Regions from separate parts of the Mus musculus genome. Here regions 1 and 3 are each linked to region 2. Evidence: chromatin contacts called from public HiChIP or PLAC-seq and promoter capture Hi-C data. All regions are on one chromosome and are shown on one strand. Each heading gives the region's core, a stretch centred on a gene start, on an enhancer-like site or on the middle of the called end of the contact. The rest is flanking DNA. Distances are from core to core; before and after follow the strand shown.

The links. Promoter capture Hi-C pulls out the DNA fragments that hold promoters and counts their contacts. HiChIP or PLAC-seq counts read pairs in DNA pulled down with a chosen protein or histone mark.
Region 1: a contact with region 2 is called in a promoter capture Hi-C map of the C10 cell line, with 6 times the contacts expected there. The contact joins the enhancer-like site here to the promoter of Nhlrc3 in region 2. A contact is called at or near these places in 3 of 39 promoter capture datasets (the C10 cell line and pre-B cells), 1 of 15 datasets of contacts at CTCF or cohesin (large pre-B cells), 7 of 484 Hi-C or Micro-C datasets (B cells, the C10 cell line, the G1E-ER4 cell line and 4 more), 11 of 115 datasets of contacts at active chromatin or transcription factors (the 230-238 cell line, astrocytes, cardiomyocytes and 4 more) and 2 of 9 other capture datasets (adipose tissue and embryonic stem cells).
Region 3: an H3K4me3 HiChIP or PLAC-seq map of the 230-238 cell line shows a contact between it and region 2, with 15 read pairs. The contact joins the enhancer-like site here to the promoter of Nhlrc3 in region 2. A contact is called at or near these places in 1 of 39 promoter capture datasets (the C10 cell line), 6 of 115 datasets of contacts at active chromatin or transcription factors (the 230-238 cell line, embryonic stem cells, epiblast stem cells and 1 more) and 4 of 9 other capture datasets (adipose tissue, embryonic stem cells, liver and 1 more).

What each region holds. Positions count from the first base shown.
Region 1 is chr3:53,230,064-53,232,763 of GRCm38.p6, forward strand. Lhfp (lipoma HMGIC fusion partner) reads left to right here. Exons shown (of 4, transcript NM_175386.3): 3 at 1,667-1,765. Among named protein-coding and RNA genes, the nearest start is that of C130075A20Rik, 140 kb to the left of the region's middle. Within about 2 kb of position 1,273, at least 14 of the 459 cell types and tissues checked have an H3K27ac peak or open chromatin away from gene starts, as enhancers often do.
Region 2 is chr3:53,461,936-53,464,635 of GRCm38.p6, forward strand. It overlaps Nhlrc3 (NHL repeat containing 3), which reads right to left and starts at 1,323. Exons shown (of 7, transcript NM_172501.2): 1 at 1,125-1,323; 2 at 377-529. The coding sequence starts at 1,208. It overlaps Proser1 (proline and serine rich 1), which reads left to right and starts at 1,860. Exons shown (of 13, transcript NM_173382.2): 1 at 1,860-2,384. The coding sequence starts at 2,340.
Region 3 is chr3:53,283,277-53,285,976 of GRCm38.p6, forward strand. No RefSeq gene overlaps it. Among named protein-coding and RNA genes, the nearest start is that of Gm40048, 110 kb to the right of the region's middle. Within about 2 kb of position 1,420, at least 32 of the 459 cell types and tissues checked have an H3K27ac peak or open chromatin away from gene starts, as enhancers often do. A contact at or near this core is called in the 230-238 cell line, where this site is marked.

The DNA.
Region 1 (2,700 bases), core at 23-2,522, 230 kb before region 2:
GTCAGCTCCTTTCTGATCAGGGTACAAATCCAGCATCCAAGGGGACAAGAAAGTGCTTGGGGACTTGGTGATTAGTGAATTAGAATAGTTCTTTCCAAGTCAGACAAGGAGCTATTGGTGACTTACATGTTAACATTTAGAAATGTTTTTCACACTTGAACAAATTCTATCCCAAACATTTCTGTACTCGTTATCCTTTAAAATTTACTCACAAAAATCTCAAAAAAAAAAAAAGGTGTCACCTATTAAGAACTAAGTTTCTTATAATGTTCTTGCATTGATTAATAAATATGCCGGGGACTCAATTTGTACAAAATTTGGCATCCTGCATAATTAATTCTCTTTTTATCTAATGGTAGGAAAACTAGCTTGGGAAATATTTTCCCAATGGGAGGAAGCAGACCAGTGGGGTATTTGTCTGCTCAGCAAAACCTTGCCTCACTGCTTTGTGGACAATGTTTCAGACAAAACATGGTGTACGTCAATGCGCTGTAGACAGGTCACACAGTAGCTAGTGATTTATATAGAGAATCCAGAACTCTCAGCTCAGATTCTCTGATCCTTTTTTTTTTTTTCTTTCTGAAGACCAGGGGATAGGTTGAAAGGATGGGTACTAAGGCAGGAAATGAGTGTCACGCTGTGAGGACTGTCTCTCTTTGTGGCTTAGCTCAGTGTTGGTGGCAGGGTGTGGGGAGGGGGGCATGAACTGTTCTGCCCCAGATGGCGGTTAGAGAAGCAGTCTACCCAATAGGGGTAGAGAAGGGTGAACACTGGCCAGAGAGACAGGATTGATTCAGTGTGTCAGTGTTAAGTCTCCTGTTGCCGTATTTCTCAGCCATGTTACTGTATTAAAGTGTGTGCCTATGTGGGGCTGCTTCTGTGGTGTCTGAGAACTCCCATTCTCACCCATCACACAGCTGTATTTCGGTGCTTCTGGGTTAGCATCTTTGGGTTGTGGTTGATGGTAATGCTCACTGATTGACGAGATCTTACTGTCAGATTAACTTATAGAGTCTCCTGGTGAGAATTTAAATCTCTTTCTGGCTCTTGTAAAAACCATATGCAAAATTAAAGACTCACAGGAAGCAGTTGTCATAGTCTGATTTACATTTGATTTACATTACATAGTTTGATTTACATTAAAATAAAACCACGTTGCTTTTACAGGGAGGTGCAGATTTAGTCTTCCATGTGTCCGCCTTCTAGATCATTCCTGAGCTGTGAGGAACAGGCAGTGCAAGTTCACAGGTCAAGGGCCCTGTAAAATTTCACAACACTACAACATACTATGTTGATTCTTATATTGGCAACAGAAATTCCACTGAACAGTGCAGGGTAACTTACTAACGTTGCTTGCTCTTGAATTTGTTCTCCATGGGATTAAAGGGATTGGTTGGCTTTTTGCAAGTGTGATTGAAAGAAACTCTTTTTAGTTCCTTAGCAAGACTCTGAAGGCTTTTTGTGCTCTTAAAAGGTAAAATTGGAAAGAAACTGAGTTGTTACTATTTTTATTCTTATTTTAAGCAGACTCAATATTGTTCTTGGAATCTGACTTCACATTGCTTAAAGGAATTTAATGTGGTGTTTTTAAGGAGCAGGCGCTATGGCCCTGTCGTGTTCTGCACTTTGATTTGTAAAGGCTTTCTATTTTACCTCCTCTCCACAGGCTTGCTGATTGGTGCTGGCTGTGCCCTCTACCCCTTGGGCTGGGACAGTGAGGAAGTCCGGCAGACTTGTGGCTACATCTCTGGCCAGTTTGACTTGGGTGAGTTCTCGTTATTCTTCCTAGAAAGGGGGCTTATCTGGAAGGAAGACAGTCTGGGGCTGTGTTTGGCAGGCATGCATGCATACATACATATGCATGTATACACATATATACATACTTACATAATACATAGATACATTTTCACTTGTTGATTGAAGAGTCACTGATACCCTACTGTTCGCCAGCACTATGATCTATATTGCAGAGTCTAAGAAAAAGAAATGGCCTTGTTCTCCTGAGCTTTTATATCCTCTGATTAATTTGTTCAAAATCATATATTTATCACTCATTATACACGCTAAAAATATCTCGAGGGAACTCACAGGCAAACAAAGCAATCAAGGAAATTACGACGAGGGTAAAGTTTCTCTCTGGGATGTGGAGCACTTTGTGTAAGGGGAGAGAGAGGCTGGAGGGATGGCTTAGTGGTTAAGAGCACTGGCTGCCCTTCCAGAGGTCCTGAGTTCAATTCCCAGCAACCACATGGTGGCTCACAACCATCTGTAATGGGATCCAATGCCCTCTTCTGATATGCAAATATACACGCAGATAGAGCACTCATATACATAAAATAAATCTTTAAAAAAAATAAAAGAAAGAAAAAGAAAGAAAAGAGAAAGAAAAGTAAAGAAAGGGGGGAAGAGAGCAACAGGGTCTTGAGCACAGAACACGTGGGTACCAGCAGGGGATGGACGCTCCTGGCAGCAGGGCCCTTTTCGACTCTGCTTGTCTGTGTGCTAATGAAGAAGTTCGGGTGTTTCCACTGAAGAATAAAAAAAAAAATACCGACTGAGAACATGGGCCCCGGCCAGATGGCCTAATTCCCCGGAACTTTTGGGAAAAACAACCACAAAATGTTTCAATGTCCCAGGTGCCTGGAAGTAAATATCCGCCCCTAGACTTCCCCTATTTCCTCTCCGATCTTCCCCCTAGGT
Region 2 (2,700 bases), core at 73-2,572:
ATCTAAAATGTGCACTTGAAGCCAACTCAAAATTAAATTGCATAGTTAGCATACTATAAATGCAGCAGGCTATCTAGGTGGGAAACACTTCTTTCCTTTCTGTTCATCTTCTTTTTTTCCTTTTTGTCATGCTCAGATTGACTGTTCTTTTATTATTCCTGTCTGTTGTGATCAAACTGAATGTATATAATTAAAATTAAAAAAAAATCTCTAGTTGAAGAGATGGCTGAGCAGATGAAAGTGTTTGCTAAGCAAGACTGACACTCAGAGTTCAATCCTGGAAACCACTGGTAGTTGATAACCGCATTAACACTCTGGTCTCTCTTGACCTCACAGGCTCACATATTAAAAAAAAAAAAAAATGCATTCTACTTACTTGGGCTACGTAAACTAACCCGTTGAGGGAATCAACTGCAACACAAAATGTTGCACCAGTGAAGTATTCCGAATTCTTGGGCCAACCCAAATCCAGCCGGAAAAGAGGGTCCTCCATTCTCCAGGAAACGTGAAAAGAAAATGTCCTTGAAACCTCAAATAAAATCAAAATACTCAGATTCAGTTCGACAACCAGAAGGTAGCCGGAAATAAGATTGTATATCTAAAGATCAAAACAACCATAAGAAAAGTCTAATGATGACTTAAGAGTGTAGTAAGAGCTGGGGAAAATCCAGTGTGTGTGTGTGTGTGTGTGTGTGTGTGTGTGTGACTTAAGAGTGTAGTAAGAGCTGGGGAAAATCCAGTGTGTGTGTGTGTGTGTGTGTGTGTGTGTGTGTGTGTGTGTGATGTTTACTTATTTTTATTTAGACTTGTGTGCATGAGCTCGGGTGAGTTTATGTGCACCATGTGCCCACAAAGGCCAGAAGAGGGCATCAGGCTCCCTGGAACTGGAGTTACAGTGAGAGAGTGAGCCTTCAAGTTGGTGCTGGGAATCGAACCTGAGTCCTCTGAAAAAGCTGCTCGAGCTCCCAACCTCCGCGCCACCTCCCCAGCCCCACGTGCATTCTTTTTACACTAAATGAGAGGACGAGTCGTCAGCTGCTGAGCCCCAGGGGAGCAGGTTTGGGACCCCAGGGGCTGTACCCCTCGGTGGCACCCACACCCACAGCCTTCTGCCTGCTATTTACCAGCGAGCCACAGAAGCGCGAATGCAAAACCAGACAGGAAAGGAAGAAGGCGGCGCCCGCCAGGCAGACCCAGGCTCTCGCCATCGCGAGGGTCTGGGAGGCGAAAGTCAGCGAGGCCTGAAGCCGGCTCTAGGGCAGAGGCAGACTAAAGCACCGGGAAACTCGACCGGAGAACCGCCGAAGACTAATTCCGGGTGTCCTGCTCCTTGCTCCGCCCCGAGTCAGGCGCCCAGCGAGTGACCCTGGTCCCCACGCCGAGGTGCTCCTGGCCACTAGGATGGCGGCGTCCGCAGATCTTCCTGACCTACTTACTCTTCGCTCCTTTAAACTCACTTTCAAGAAGCAAAACAGAGCACCGAGAAACTGAAGAGTTAGGGGATCGTGACACTAAAACAATGACTACCACGCTCCGAAAAGGACTTTAGTCACGTCTGCTCCACAAGCATTCAGGCTTCTGCCGTGGACGCCTATATTCCCACACTAGGACCCCGCCCCCCCCCCCCGACGCCCCAAACTAATCATTTGTGCAAAAGCGACTTAAGGTGGCGGTGCACCATTGCGTCTTGTGGGCGCGACACGCTCTATCAAAGGTCCCCTGGAGCTGGTGGGGCATTTAGGGGAGCACCCGCTGGGCGCCTGGCCGTATGAGCGCTGAGGTGCTCGAGAGCCTCCCTTCGCAAGGCTCTGGCCCCCTTCGTCCGGCTCCTAGTGCGCCCCGGCCGCCCGCCCGCTCCCGGAAGCTACGAAAGCCCGTAACAAAGGACCTGCGGGGGCCGCCGGTTGCCGGAGCTGCGGGACCCCGGGATCGGGCGGATCGGCGGGTCTGAGCGCCCGCGGGGCCACGTGTCCCGGATCACGGCGGTGAGCGGAGCGTGGCTCGGCGGCCTTCCCCGGAGCACCCGGCTGTCGGCACCCTCCGGAGCCCTGATTTCTGCAAACGCACAAGCCCGCTCTGCTCTGAGCAGCTGAAGCTTTGTGTGAAGAAGCTACTGAAGTCTGATTTTTATTTAAAAAAACAAACAAACAACAACAAAAAAAAACCCAACTTTTTCCAAGTTTTCGTTCTGGGATTTTTTGTTTTGTTTTGGTGCAGTTTGCAATACTCTACCTCCTCGCCTCCTTTCTCCTCCTGGTGTATTATCCACGAGACGAACCTGGGATGAGCGTTTTGTAATTGCAAGAACTGTGAGACGTCACGACGGAATAGTACTCAAGATGGACAAAAAGTCCTTTGAGACGGTGCTGGATGAAATTCGAAAGGTAATTGACCTTGTTCCCTGAAATTCGTCTGAGATAATAATGGTCGTGAGTTACTTTCTTTGAGGTGTTGTGTGTAGTCAGCAGAGGAACTTGAACTTTCCTGTGTAACGTAAGAACTTGCATCTTGGTCCGTTGCACCGCTTAAATAGAAGATAAACCACCTCACTGCTAAACTTGGGAAGTCATTGTGGTACGGGAATTACGTTTGTACTACCTACAGCCCCGGAGCCAACTGTAAATCCGTAATAACTGAGCTTTTGGTTGACTGACATTTATTCAATGTTAACATGGTTCGGTAACAGGAGTGACTAGGCAC
Region 3 (2,700 bases), core at 170-2,669, 180 kb before region 2:
AATGTGGAAGTGTAAGCTGAATAAACCCTTTTTTTCCCTACTTGCTTCTGGTCACGGTGTTTCATCATAACAATAAAAACCCTAACCAAGATAGCAGGTTACTGAAGGAGAAACATGGACACCAACCCAGCCACAAAACGTTGACCTACAATCTATCCTGCCTGAAAAATATGCTAAGGCAATGGTGGTACAGAACTTCTGGGAGTAACCAATTAATATTTGGTTTGGCTTATGGTCTACTCCGTGAGACATAACCATGCCAGACACTGCTTGAGTGACCAAGAAGCTGAGACTAGACATCTCAGAGTTCTAGGTAAATCAAACACTTCTGCTCTTTTTTTTTTAAGTACCAATGAAATGGCTCCTAATGATATTCTGCTCTACAGTCATCATCAGAGAGGCTTCCTCCAACAGCAGATGGAAATAGATGGAGAGATCCACCATAGTCAGAGATAAGTCTGAGAGAAAGTGTACATGGGAGAGCTCCATCAGATGGGCAGAGCTAGAGAAAAGCATCCTGAGTGAGGTAAGGGAGACCTAGAAAGGTAACTATGGTATCTGGTGGGAGAGGAGGTAGAACACTTGAAAGAGCCAGAGGAGGTGGAGAACTCTGAGTCAGCTAAGCAAGTCACATATGAGCTCACAGAGACTGAAGCAGCAAGCACAGGGCCTACAAGGGTCTACACCAGGGCTTCTGTAGATCTACTGTAGCTATCAACTTAGTATTTTTATGGGATTCCTGACTGTGAGAATGAATGGGCCTCTGACTCCTGTGCCTGCCCTTGGGACTCTTCTGTTGGCTTGCCGTGGCCAACTTCAAAAAAAAAAAAAAAATCAAAGTTTTTGCTTCATCTTACATTTTATTTGGGCACGTTTGGTTGTTACTCCTTAGAAGCCTGTTCTGTGCGGACACTGTCCTTCGCAATGGGACCCCACTGTCAGTGTGCAGAGAGTGACCCTGTGTCTTAGCAACCGAAGGGGAGTGGATCTGGAAAAGAGGGGAGGTGAGGAGAAGGAGGAGAAGGAGGGGAAACTATAATTAGGATATATTGTATGAGAAAAGGATCTATTTTTCAGTAAAAGATTAAAAAACAGTAAGTGGGCTACAAAGTAAGTTTTTTTTAGGAATTAACAGGATTTATTGCCGATTAACTTCGTGTTCCTTCCCTAACACCAAATTCATGTTGAAACATTTATTCTCAGTATGACAGTGGTAGGAACTGAGACTTTTGATAAGCGGCTGGGTCATGAGAGCGGACCTTTCTCACTGCCCTGTGCTTTGTAAGTATGTAACCTAAACAGGGCCTCTGATCAAAAGTGGGGAAATACCAAATAAAAACTAGATCCAACACATCTGCCGTGCTGCACGGTCCCTCAGAGCTTGGGTAGGACCCAAGTGCAGCACTGTTTCCGGTGAGAAGGGAGGGCTCAAGAGAGAGAGAGAGAACTAGGCACAGCTGGCGTGAGTCACTGTTAATTCCCTGTTCTTTCCTTCTTAGATGTTTAAGAGTGATCCTGATTATAAGATATGAGAATTAAATACATTCCATGGACTGGAAAAGGTTGATTCATGGGTATTGGAGTTGAATGTTACCACAGATCATCATCTGATAACAAAAGCAGACACTTCCTGCAGTGCTCCCCTGGGAAATCTAGGCAGGAAAGTCACTTCCGGCCGCAAGTACTGTTTCTTTGGATGCCACATAATCTCACTGTTCATGTAACGATTACCCAGAGTGCCCGTCCCCACACCTTGCAGTCATCTTCCCCTGCATATAGCGCCTCCATTCTCAAGCCATGCACCCTCAGAGTCTTTTATTAGGCAGGGATTGGAGCGTGCCAGTTACTGCTGTAAGTCCCACACATATGGATTACTTCGGTTTTCCCATCCCATTTTATTTAGCCTTTCATTTTTCTCCTTTTAAAACTATTTTGAAGGGTTAGTGAGATGGCTCAGTGGTTAAGAACACTGGCTGATCTTTCAGAGGTCCCGAGTTCAATTCCCAGCAACCACAGGGATGCTCATGGCCATCTATAAAGGGATCTGATGTTCTCTGCTAGCATGTAGGTGTACATGCAGACAAAGCAATCCTACACTTAAAATGCATAAGTAAATAAATATTTTTAAATACATAAACTTCCTATATTTTCCATATGAAAAAGTGGCCTTCAATATGAGATTTCATTCATAAATGCCATTCGACTCTCTTGATCTCTTGTCTCTCATTCCCTATTCCCTCTTTTTGCTGGTCCTCTATTTTCATCATTCATGTATATGTGTATGTGTGTATATATATATATATATATATATATATATATATATATATATATGTGTGTGTGTGTATGTGTTTATTTGTATGTGTGTATATATGTATATGTGTATATGTATATGTTTGCATATCTGGATATGCATATATAATATATACATTTGTATTTCTTCTTTACATATAACTGATTTTTGCACACATATATTTATTTAAATTACTTTCCATGTGCAAAAGAAATTTTATTATTTTTCTTACATCTAGCACTGTGTTTCTTCTTTAGAAAACTGTTCAATTTATTTGCCCATGATTGAATGATTTGGTGTTTGGACTATTTAATTTCTTCAGTAATTTATGGGTTAGCTACAGTGATTTCGTTATAGAGATCCTTTAATCTCTGGGTTAGATTTATTGCTAGCCTTTTTTAATTTTAGAG